Regions from separate parts of the Mus musculus genome. Here all the other regions are linked to region 1. A link is a contact called in public ChIA-PET and Hi-C data. All regions are on one chromosome and are shown on one strand. The core of a region is the stretch at or near the end of the contact, and the rest is flanking DNA. Distances in the headings are between cores, read along the strand shown.

Region 1 (4,038 bases), core at 207-2,706:
CTAATTAGCACATTAGTGTGTATGTGTGATATTGTACAACATAGAGAAAATCTTTATTTGTTCATTTAAAAAATTGTAAAGCAAATGTGTAAGGTTTTTTTTTTTTTTAAGTAAAGCTGTTAGAGTTGGGACTATGGATCAGTTGATAAGGGGCTTCCTGTCAAGCCTAAGGACCTGAAGTCAGCCCCTAGAATACACACACACACACACACACACACACACACACACACACACACACACAAAGCTGAGTATAGTACAAGCTTGTAGGTAGATAATGGGTCCCTGGGACTCACTAGCCAGCCAATCTAGCCTACTTGTGTAACCCTGTTTCAAAGGAGCCAAGTGATATTTCTGACATGACACCGCAGATTATCTTCTAACATCCACATGCACATGCTCCTGCACACTTAATGCAAATCTTCACACACATGTAAACATACACAAAACATAGCATGCATAAAATTAAAACAATCTTATGGTAATGTTGTTTGAATTAGATAGACTAAGATTCAGTCAAATGTGATTGGTCCTGGAAGGAACTAAAGTAAGAGTTTTCTGTGAGAAATGTCTAGAGATGTGAGCTTGAAACATTGTTGCACACTGCCTCTGTTTTCTTATTTTGGTATGCCGCTGCTCTTATTTTTCAGGAGGCACCACTGTCCTGGCCACAGAGAAGCCAACCATTATAGACAGCACCATCCAATCAGGTATCAAAATCTAATGTGTCTATATTCCATGTACCCCTTCCAATCCCACTTACCAAAATAGCATCACTGAGCTTCCTGGCTTCAGTTGCTCTAAAGGCCTAGGAGAACAGCAAAGCTGTAAAAGCCACATGCTTTTGGTACCCAGTAAGCCCCAATGAACAGGGTTCCCTTCCTCATCAGTCATTGCTGAATGACATGTCCCAGCTACCCCCCTCCCCCCAGGGAATTGAGAGACATACTTTGTTTAATTACAGCACAGCTCTGATGTGGCCTGTGTTTGCAAACTAGAAGAAGGAAAGAAATCTCACAAGCCACAGCCTAACTATTTATTTTCATCACCATTCTGCAAAATCAAGAAGCGCAAAGTTTGTCTGTTGTGCCTGCCACAGAGTTGGCAGTTTTACAACAGCACTTACCACAAGACTGGCTCAGGAAACCAAGGTTTACACTGTGCCCGGGCTGAGAAACACCCTGGGAGCATCCCCCTTATCCTTTAGCTCAGAGGAAAACCCAAGGACTCTGTCCGCCCAACCGTGCGTGCGGGTTATCAAAGGCTGCCCTCTTTTGTTTTCTGTTAGTATTCTGTGACATTCTTCCCCACAGACTCACATGAAGGGAAGCAGTTGTATAAGCAACCAGAGGTTTTTTTTTTTTTTTTAAATACTTTAGAGTTAATCATTAGAGGAAGGTGAGAGGGTCAGCTTCCCAGATTCTTCCATTTCCTTTATTGAAGTTCACTCAGCCTTGGCCTCTGCAGTCATTTATTAATGGACCGTGTGGTGTGTATCGGTGTTTCCTCCACACTGACTGCCTCACAGAGGACTAGAAAGGACTTCCCTAATTAGCATGCTTCCTTAAAGGCCACTGTTACCATTGACCTAATTAAACTGTAAGACAAACTTCTTTGGAACTTTCCCCCAGTTTTCAGGAGTTCAGCTGACAAAACGCTTGCTCCCGCATCCCAAACCCCTCAGACGTTAGGCAAAGGAAATCCCCCAAATGCTGTGTTCCTGCTCATACCTGTTGTAATTTGACTTTAGTCACAGTGTCTGTCTGCAGATATTTTACTCTTCCCTGTCTGTTACCAGGAGGACGGCCCTGGTCTGCAAATGGGGCTTCTCTGTGGGGGTGAAGCTGTAGGACTATGACTCTCAATATACTGTCTTTGGCCCTCTATCAGAAGAGGATGAAGGGAGTATATGAAGTTGTGATGACGCCATGTACATTTTAGTTGCTCATCTAGTTTCTTTTCTTGCCAGAAGTGATTAGAAGCACCCTGAAGTAGTCTCTCTACTGCTTCGTTAGTCTCTCATCTCCTCTATTAAACGAGCATGGCTATCTTCAAAAAGCATGAAAGTGAGAGTCATGGTGACCACACCAGGAGAGGTTTTGATAACACATTTGCTTTCAACAGGACCTCTTGGTCATGCTTGTGAAGGTCTTATAAACAAGGGGCTGTCAGCCCAATCTTAGCATTCACCAAAGTCAGAGGGCAGGTGTACAGCGCATGAATCCATAAGATTTGTTACTACCACCATCTAGACAAAGACTGGTTCTAACAGCCTGGCTGATCATAGAGATAGACAATGTCTATATGGTTTCCTGTTTATTCCATTGTCTGAGTTATAAATCTGGTCTTCAGCTCCTCACTGGAGGGTCATGAACTGTTGACCTTTAAAAGCTATCTGTTCACTGCAACCTTCTGGTTAGGTCACTGCATGGGCCTCACAGAGATGGAATGTGCTTCCAGACAGAGGTCTAGCTCAAGGTGAGGCTGACCACACCTAAAACTTGATGCATTACAGGCCTCTCACACTTCACAGATGGCCTCAGACAGACCCTATGTCTTCATCAAAATTCTGTTTACCTGAGCAGTTACAAACTAAGCAAAATCTTAAGATTCTGTTTTAAGAACTGAGTGGGTATCTCAGTAAGTGTATGCAAGCACTTACCCCTGCTGTGCAAGCATGAATTCCTGAGTTCCATCATCAGAATCCACACAAAAGCAGAGTATATGGAGCATGCTCAGAGATAGAGACAGGCAGATCGCCATGGCTCACTGACTAGCAGGCTTGGCCTACATGGCAAGTTCCAGGCCCCAGTGAGAGCCAATCACAAAACACAAGATGGATGGTGCCTGAAGAATAACATTTGAAATTGACCTCTGACTTACACATAGATATACACACATACATGAACATGTGCATACACACACACACACATAGAGGAGAGAAATTTATCTTGAGGATTCTGATCAATACAAGAAACTCAGCAGGAATACAATATCCATATACTGCCTAGGTTGCTGTCATTAGAGGCATAAAAGGGTATTCATGCTTGGACAGACCCCTCTGTTTAATGCAGTTCTCTTTACAAAGGACTTTGACCCTCTGAGGGTCTTTCCACATCCTCACAGCAGCTCACAGTATGTTGGTGACTTATGATTGTGTGGGCTTCCATATCCCTCTTGCTTGGACTTTAGGACCAGCTGATAACCAAGCAGTGATCATACTAGATAGGAACCTCGACTTGAAAATTAAATCCTTGCTCACATCCTGTGCTTAATGACCCAACTGCAGGCAAGATCCTTTCAGCAGCACAGCTGGCATTTGCTCACAGAGGCCATAAATTTGTTTTAAGTTCAGAATATTGTTTCCTGCTATTTTTAAGAAGGGATTTAGTCCAATTATTACTATTGAATTTAATGAGAACTGTGCACAACTCCAGGGCCTGAGTAATAATTTAAAAGCTTAGCCATCAGGGTCCCTGCATCTTCATATCTTTCCTCTACTCAACTTTCTTCTCTTCTTTCTCTGTCTTTTTCTTCTTCTTTCCTGATCCTTATGCAGCTTTTTGGCTTTTTGTTTTTTGTTTGTTTTTGGTTTTATTTGTTTGTTTTTCCCTCTACAAATGTCTGTTGATACTTTGGATGATTGGTCACCTTCATATCCAAGGTGAATTGTCAGCACTGAATTCTACAATCCAGATCCCAGCCCCACTGAAATGCATTGATTTGTTTTTTTTTTAATTTTTTGGCCATTTCTAAAATGCTAAGTTCATATGCTTTACAATGTCATCAGAATGTTAGCCAACATAATGCACAGTGTGGTTTTCTGGGCCAGAGAGCAAATTTTATGTGTAAGCAAAGTAGATGGAACCACTTATGAAGCTTTTCTGCCCTTTTGCATATCGTACAAAGCAGACTGAAGAGAAAAAAATAAAAGTCAAAAACCTCACACTTTCACATCAACATTTCCTACCATGAGGTTACACAACAGTACATTCCGGGACAAGGATGTTGACTATGCCATCTGTGAAAGTCAGTTTTGCT
Region 2 (4,108 bases), core at 67-2,566, 530 kb before region 1:
ATATGAAAATGGCACCTGGTGTGCTCTGAGAAAATGCTTCTGTGCTTCAGGAAGAGGCAATGAGGGGAGACAGGGGCTGAACCTCAGGCTTCATTGAAGATCATTGAGGATAAACACCTTTGGTTTCTAAGAATAAAACAAAGCCAATGGGAGGAAGCCAATACAGATGCACAGACTTTCTGACAGGTAACGTGCACCTTAAGGAAATCCTATCCACAGGAGTTTCTTTGGAGATATTTTTTGAACCAAACCAGGTCTTTATTACATAACTGTGCTTGTATGCAAATTCTTTACACATACTTGAGCATGCCCACACATGTGCATACACACACACATAACATGCATGTGCTCACATGCACATAAATCTAACTTCAAATGCTTTCATTCATAGGTTTAACTTTGCTGATATGTCAAGGCCGTCAAACGGTAGATATTGCTTTTGGAATTATGTCTGCCTGAGCAGAGCACATTCAGGCCATTCTGCAAGAGTACATGGAAGGCAACAATGTTATCTTCAAACTCCTTGAAGCAATTGCTCCACTCTAGGCCTGACACCAGCACCTTTTCCTTTGTGTAACTGACACCTGGCACCTCACATAGTTAGCTTATGACACAAGAACAAGCAAGGCAGGAAGGACCCTTCTCCTTGGAAGACCTGAGGATGACACATACATATGCTGAGAAAAGCCATTAGGTTACTTTAAACATATAATGTCTTAGGCACTTTCCTTGTTGTGGCCCAATAGCTGTCAAGGGAAGAGGATATTTGGGGGTCTTGGGTGTAATAATGCATTCCCTCATGGCAAGGAAGGGATGGAGCCAGGCATTTGAGTTAGTTGGTCATTTTGCGTTCATGTCAGTTATTAAGCAGGGCAGGTACTTTTCATAGGTAGCCTCCTTTGTACCTTTATTTTAGATAAAACTTCATAGTACAAACTGGGCATGCCCAGGCACATGCTTATAAACTGAGCATGCTTAGGAATGGCCTATCTCTATATGAATATGTCTACACAACCACCACCACCAACCCCACCACTCCCACCACCCCCACTACCCCTACCATCCCCACCACCCCCACCACGCCCACCAGCACCACCACCCCCAGGAAAATTGCCATGCTTAGTCAGTTCATAATATTGCTTTGGAAAGAACTCTCAGTATTCCTTGCCTCTGTAGGTAAGAAATCTTTCTCCATGCATCTTTATCCTGGTTGTGTTTATTTTGGCTTTGAACTCACTAAGATGTGAATTCACTGAGTTGGATTGTGTTTGTGGTCTGGAGACAAAGAGCAGACAGGAAGTGGGGCTCGGTGATAAGATCTCAAGCCCTCCCCCAAATGACTCACTTCCTCCAACCAGGCTCTATCTCCTAAAGCTTCTAGGACCTTCTAAAACAGTGCTTCAAGCTGGGGATCAAGCATTCTTTGGAGGATACTTCACATTCAAGACACAGCATGCAGCATTTCCTAGACTTGCATCAAATCTAATAAAGAGAGATAAAATGATTGTTTTTTTTATTTGCTTGTTAAAAAATATCCAGAACTTATCATCTTTTCATTTCATTTCTTTCTTTTGTTTTGCCTAACCCATTCAGCTTATGAAATTTTAGTCTATATTGTCCCTGTCACCTCTATTAGAAGTCATCACCCATGAAGAGATAACTGTCACACCGGCCATTTTCATTTCCTTGCTCATTTTACAAATACATGGGTGAATCTGACCGGTGTGGCTAAGATGTATTGTGAGTAAAGGAGAATTTACAGTAGTGTCTAGAGGACAAGTGGCTCCCTGACCCTCTATCCAGGGCTGAGAAATTCAAAACCCCCGAAAACCAAACCAAACCAAACCAAAAAACCAAAACAACATCAAAAAAACCAAACCAAACCAAAACCCTCAGCTTTACTGGTAAGTAAGTGGAAGGGGACCATACGGATCCGTGAACTCACTTTACACTGAAAATACACATTCTGGTTCAGCTAGGGTTATAAGCATTCAGTTGAGTTTTCAGGTGCACCAGGGAAACTCCATGGCCTGCAGAGCTCTCTTCGGACAGATTAATACATTACTAAATGCTCACTGGAGCTCTGCCAAGAGGGATATAAACAGCAAAAGGACTCACTCTATGAGTATCTGTCTTTTTGCCAAATCGTACACGGAAAATGTATTTAAGGGAAAAAAGTGATAGGAGGAGGATGTGTTTTTATTACATGTATGCTCATCAAATCCCAGCTCTGGAAAACCCATTAAAAACAACACGAAGTATTTAAAATCAGCAGCAATCACTTTGGTTAGTTACTGATTTACAAGATTAAAAACATTTTGAACTGAAGAGGAAGGTATATTAATAAACACTGGATCCTGGAACAATCCTCAATGATTAGTGTCAGGTCTTTCCAGAGTGGGGTTCATCCTTCAGGGAAGTGAGAAGGAGGTGTTAATATTTGAGGAGTCCCTAGAAACTGAGTGGAGTGCTTAACCCTTGAGTCCTTAAGATGACCAGTGCTAGGTTTTAGCTTGCTAAGCTCCTGTAAAGCCACGTCTCAAGCTCTGTTTACATCATGAGAACCTGCCTGGTCTGTAGGAGAGGTGTGCTCTATGTGCTCTGTCTGTTCAGTTTTGTCTCTTGGTGTAAAGTGTAAAGGTTGGTAGAGGCTCAGGAACCCCCATACCAAGTTCTCAGCACAAAGAGGATTTGTTTGACCCAGAAGGACAAAAAGCAGGGAATAAGAGACAGAGACAGGAGATAAAGGATGGGGAAGAAGGAAAGGGGACAAAGGAGAGGAGGCAGAGATATTTGTCCTGGAGTCAGAACAAAGGACGACTTCTGGATAGAGAGGAGGCAGACCTGGCCTGTAAGCAAATGGTGGCTTATAAAGGTACAACAGGAAATCCCATGTTACAATAAGGTTTTAAATTTTGATTAGGCATGCTAATTAGGGCAGACAACGGAGGCATTTATTGTTGGACTTCAATACTTTGATAGCTGAACCTGGGTAGTCAGCCTCAGCAGGAGGAAATGGTCAAATGAAGGTATAATCCTTCACGGCTAGCTTTAAGAATGTAATCAGTTGGCTTTTAGTAGGACAGAGGGAATAGAGAAGAAGGGCAAGGCCTGTTAGTGCCATGTTTGCCAAATTTGCCATGTTTGCCACACTCAGGCTGGCCAGAGTCCCTCCACTAGAAACTCTCAACACCATAGAACTTAGAGCAGGGACAAGTGCCCAGGCATGACTCAGCATATCCAGGTCTTACCCTCTGGAGTGCTCATCTATACTTGATTTGTCCTTATTTGTACTTATCCTGCTCTAAGATTTCAGAGGAAAAACAGCTGTATTTTCTCAGCAATGGAGCTTTGTTGGTCTATGTTGTAAATAGCTATGGCAACTCTGTAACAAACTCACATAGAAAGGGAAGACAGTAGGCTGTAGTCAACCTTCAAGAATAAATGCCTGAGTTGAGCATGTTCTTATGAGACAGAGGTAGAATCACGTGTGCAGGTTATCCTTAACTACACGGCAAACTTAAAGCCAGCCTGGATGATGTAAGACCCTATCTGAAACAAACAACAAACATAACTCAAACAACAACAAACAAATAAAGAACACAGCGCTTGAATAAACCATGCAGTTTCATGCCATGTAGGGTGCAGGACCAACAAAGCCTAACCTGTTGAGTGTTTCACACTGGGGTGTAACTGACAAGGAGTACATAAAGGTTGGGCAGTGGTGTTAGGACAGGAATGCATAAAGAAGGTCGTATGTGAGTGTCAGGCTCTGTGCTCTAATGCTCCTGGAAAATGTGACTAATTCCTCCATTATTTCCTCAAGGCCACAGTGACTCCATCCTGGCATAGGGTGGTGAGGAGAGTCAGCTTGATAAAGCTCCAAATACAAAGATGTACAGCCTGGGTAAAGAACTGTAAAACTGTAAATCATGATGCTAAGTCTTTTGTTGTTGTTGTTATTCTATTTATTTATATCCCAAATGTTGACCCCCCCCTCCAGGTCCCCCCTTGCAGAGTTCTTCCCCTATCCCTTCTCCCCTCCGCCTCTGAAAGGGTACCCTCTAAGGATCCCCTTCCTTGGGGCATCAAGTCTCTATAGGATTAG
Region 3 (4,171 bases), core at 396-2,895, 650 kb before region 1:
ATCCCAGGGGCTGAAGCTGGTAAGTGTTATGTTACTGGATCTAAAATGTCTCCCATGGGCTCTTATGTTTTAAAATTTGGTCTCCTGCTGGTGGAGCTGTTTTGCAAGGTTATGAGAGCTCTGGGACACGGGAACTTGGCTAGAGGAAATAGGTCACTGGGGGTAGCCCCAGCTTCTGGCCTAGCTCTGTCTGTCTTCTTTCTCTGCCCCGTCTGGGAGCTCTACCCCATCTCTCTGTGGCCATGTTGTTTCTGGATCAAGCCTTCTCCATCATGAGAAACTGAATTGTGTGAAGTTAGAAGGTATTTTGTCATAGGGATGAGAAAGTAACTAATACAATGAATGATATAGAACATAGGGAAAGACCTCTTTGCTTGTTGTGTCCATGAGGACACCATGTGGCATAAATCCAAAACCACATCAACAGGTCTGGTTTCTCTTCTCAGTGGTTCCTGGTGACTAAAATAATCAGTTATGGCTATGGGCTTGGTCTGCCTTCCTATAAATGATATCTTTAGACCTGTGCCTTATACTATGGCCTCAGTTGGAAATGAAGACATCATAAAGTTACAATGAGGTCATAAGGTCACAATGAAGGTCATATATTGTGATGAAGTCATTATTACAATGGCATGAAATCACAATGAGGTCACAAAGTCACAATGAGATCATGAGTTACACTGTGGTCTGAAACTCATGATATGGTTATGATCAGAATGAGGTCATGAATTATAATGAGGTCATGAATTATGGTGATAAATTATGGTGAGGTCATAATTATAATGAGGTCATAATTATGATGATGTCATAAACTATATTATAAATTATTGTGCCATATAGGGTTAGGGTGATCTTAAGTCCAGGGACAGATGTTATAAGAAGGGAAGAACACACACATGTACACACTTACACATATGTGCAAGCAATATCTGAGGAGTATGACTCAGTGCTGGCTCTTACTGTTTCAGCCTAATATGGGCCATCGACATAAAGAAAGTGAATGCATAAATGAACAAATAAACACGTGGGTAATTAAGTGATGCCAGGGAAGACAGAGCTCAGGGTCAGGTAAGTATGGGAATTGAGAACAAAAGACCAAAAAGTGAGCCATGCAAAGCTCTATGAAGAGTCTACCAGGCAAAGAGACTATCGAGTAAAACCCTTGGGTTGGGAAGAACTTGATATAAGCAATGGTCAGAAAGAAACTGACCACTGGAATGGAAGGGGAGGTTTCAGAGACTTGGACCCCAAAACTCAGATTATGGAGATCTTGCCAGTTATAATGAATTTGACATTTAAAAATTCTAATGGGAAGCCTTTAACAAGTGGGTTTTGTGAATGTGTGAATCTGAGTCTATCTGCCAGGGCAGAAGCAATTGTTGGCATATTTTCCTTATAGACTCCAAGCTTAAAGATAAAGGTGAGGATCCCAAACATAATTGCAGATCTAGAAGATGATTAGCAGGCTGCTGTCTCCTCACTTGCTATAACTGGAGACTTCTAAGCAGCAGGTTCCCTCCCCAGTAGACTTCTTGCTAGTAAGAGAAGACTCTGGGCCTCCCTTGCATCTGCCCTGGCCTGGAGGAGTGTCTAATATGAGCAAAAACATGATGTGCTAAGATTTCTGCTGCCAAGAACACAATGAAATCAGTAGTGGCCCTGCCCTGAGGAGCTCACAGTCTCAACATGGTGTGAGCCACAGTGTGTTGTACATAGTGAGTGAGAAGCACAGAAAGAATGTTGCCCAGAGCAAAGCAATCCTGGTTCTACATAGAAGTGATTTCAGATGACATGTTTCAACTCAACTCAGATCATCTCCAGAGAGGCTTTGCTGAGAGAAAGAAAAAAAAAAAAAAGCCAAGGGTTGTTTGGGTTGGAAAACAACCTGAAGTGCATCCCCAAGTCTTCTGATGTCTTTGTTTTGAAAATGAACAGAAGATCTCCCAGCATTTGAGTTTTGATATGCATTACATGGGCAAGCCTTCTACTGACTTACAAATTTGTCAGGCAGAGTTGGAAAGCCACCTAGTTCTCTATTATCTGATAAATCTGGAATTAGCATATCTCAGCAAAATGATTTTTTTTTTCCTCTTTAAGCTACTTCTTTTCAGGACTGTGGCAAAGTCATTTCTGGAACAAATGAGTGAAACTGAAGCCTTTTAAATTTTTTTTCAGTGTTAGGTTATAAACTGAAAGATGCAGGAAGAGATGCTAAGATCCAGTTCTTATTGCCTGTGTGCTAATGATGGATGATGAAGCTGCTAGTCCCAGTGCCCCAGCAGAGGAATCAGAGGGGAAAAATATCTAAGCAGCTAAGCCCCTCTAAGAGAAACAAAATTTAACTCAAATGGATCACATTCCAATTATCCTCAAATGCATTGGTGTTTCAAATTGCCTACTCAAGAGCATGGGCTGGCATAGTGCAGGAAGACTAGGGGAAAGAATATGAAGACTACAGGAAAAAAGAGGCAGAATAGCAGTCAGCTGAAGAAATGGGCAACTGAGCATGTACATCTCCAAATGAACCGATGGCCCTGGATCTCTACTGACAGTGTACTGGAAGGTGATTTGTCCGACCACATGAAGTATACAGGCATGGAAAGATCTGTGCCCCAAAGCACATAGTCTTCCGCAAAGCCCCTTGTTCTGCTGCAGATCTGTGCAGTAAATATGTGAGGTAGTGGCATAGGAGACTGTCACAGAGCATGTGAGAGGAGCAGACAGCAAGGTGGGTCCAGCTTGGCCCTGCCTGTCACATAGCTTCCTCAGTGTCATTCAAAGAAGAGAAGATCATTAAAGTGGGGGTTTGTGGGCTCTGCTCAAAGATAGGATGTGTAAACAAAGAATTCCCCAAAGTCCTTGAGATATTTTACATTTTCATAACAGCCACAAAGCCTCAGTCAAAGGGCAACAGGCTTGGCAGAAATGAAGATACTGTAAAGAGACATTTGTGTCTCAGTCTAACTGCCAGACTGCTGAAACAATGGTCCAAGGAAATGGGAATTTCCCTAGAAATCTCATGCTGGGAGGAGGAAAAGGCTCTAGTCAGAGAAAGGGCTTGTCTCCCAGAAAATGATATTATAGAGTTTTTAACAACTTTTCAGGCCACTTTAGAGGATGAGCCTAAAGCCCACACAATGATAGGTCAATGGTAGGGAGGACCACACATTGGCTTAGCCTACTTAGATGTGCATACTCCTGTCACTCTTTTTAAACTTTTCAAGCCATTTCAAGACTCTGAAAATGGACTTGAGAAGGTCAGTGGGTTGAATAAATCTCCTTTTTTACTACTAATTTGGCTTTTTCAAATTGCCCTAACAAGTAGTTGAACTCAGCTTCTCCAGTTAAGGATTGTGACACCAAGTTAAATGATAGTATTAAAGAGAAAACGCTGAATACTCAGTATGCTTTGTTTATTTTTGTTTTTAAGACAGTAGAGTTATATCACCTGGCTGATTTTGAACCACTGGCTCTCAACAATGGTCTGGTCTCAGTCTCCTAAGTAACTGCTGAAATGATGGACATTAATCATTGTGCCCAGATTAAGTTTCAAAAAATTTTTTAAAAGGAGGAGGAAGGAAAGGAGGGGATGGAGGAGGAAGATAAAGAGAAGGGTCAGGAGAAAGGGATAGGGAGAGGGAGAAGAAAAGAAGAAGAAGAAGAAGAAGAAGAAGAAGAAGAAGAAGAAGAAGAAGAAGAAGAAGAAGAAGAAGAAGAAGAAAGCAAAAAGAAGAGGAGGAGGAGGAGGAGGAGAAGGAAGAAGGTTGATTTTGATTATTTTGGCCTTGTATTTATCTGTTTCTGTCTCAACTTCATCTAGTCTCGAGGACCTACCTGACAGCACAACTGCTGACTTTTGTGGTAGGAAAAGGGGAGCAAATGACAAGTGGCTCTTACTGCATGTGTCTGAAGAGTGAGCTGCTTCATTTGTCTTTACTGGGCAGAGGCAACTCTGTGGCTACATCCAATTTTAGGACAGCTAGGAGGCATGGTTTTACCCAGGGCTCAGGAGAAATCCCAGGAGATATTCTCAGTGACATAAATGACTACCAAAGGTATATAGAACGAATATATGCTGGTGACTAGGGACAGCCAGGGAAGGTAGCAGCAATATTCTGCATGGCCTTTTTAAATTCCTTGTGTACAGGCTATGCTTTGTTATGCATGTGTC

Evidence for each region. A called contact is a pair of places that touch in the nucleus more often than the background predicts. ChIA-PET counts read pairs in DNA pulled down with a chosen protein or histone mark.
Region 2: an RNA polymerase II ChIA-PET map of memory CD8 T cells shows a contact between it and region 1, with 12 times the contacts expected there. The contact joins two enhancer-like sites. A contact is called at or near these places in 5 of 484 Hi-C or Micro-C datasets (the C2C12 cell line, CD4 T cells, embryonic stem cells and 2 more) and 4 of 115 datasets of contacts at active chromatin or transcription factors (T-cell acute lymphoblastic leukemia, kidney, memory CD8 T cells and 1 more).
Region 3: a contact with region 1 is called in a Hi-C map of uterus, with 2.3 times the contacts expected there. The contact joins two enhancer-like sites. A contact is called at or near these places in 1 of 39 promoter capture datasets (the 3T3-L1 cell line), 15 of 484 Hi-C or Micro-C datasets (the AML12 cell line, Th2 cells, beige adipocytes and 9 more) and 6 of 115 datasets of contacts at active chromatin or transcription factors (T-cell acute lymphoblastic leukemia, bone marrow-derived dendritic cells, embryonic stem cells and 3 more).

The regions. Positions count from the first base shown.
Region 1 is chr8:128,487,250-128,491,287 of GRCm38.p6, forward strand. Nrp1 (neuropilin 1) reads left to right here. Exons shown (of 17, transcript NM_008737.2): 12 at 648-707. It overlaps Gm32643 (a long non-coding RNA gene), which reads right to left. Exons shown (of 7, transcript XR_003947627.1): 1 at 1,124-4,038. Among named protein-coding and RNA genes, the nearest start is that of Gm32643, 3.7 kb to the right of the region's middle. Within about 2 kb of position 1,457, at least 62 of the 459 cell types and tissues checked have an H3K27ac peak or open chromatin away from gene starts, as enhancers often do. A contact at or near this core is called in T-cell acute lymphoblastic leukemia, kidney, memory CD8 T cells and 2 more, where this site is marked.
Region 2 is chr8:127,961,740-127,965,847 of GRCm38.p6, forward strand. No RefSeq gene overlaps it. Among named protein-coding and RNA genes, the nearest start is that of Gm32590, 160 kb to the left of the region's middle. Within about 2 kb of position 1,317, at least 56 of the 459 cell types and tissues checked have an H3K27ac peak or open chromatin away from gene starts, as enhancers often do. A contact at or near this core is called in T-cell acute lymphoblastic leukemia, kidney, memory CD8 T cells and 1 more, where this site is marked.
Region 3 is chr8:127,836,891-127,841,061 of GRCm38.p6, forward strand. No RefSeq gene overlaps it. Among named protein-coding and RNA genes, the nearest start is that of Gm32590, 33 kb to the left of the region's middle. Within about 2 kb of position 1,646, at least 11 of the 459 cell types and tissues checked have an H3K27ac peak or open chromatin away from gene starts, as enhancers often do. A contact at or near this core is called in uterus, where this site is marked.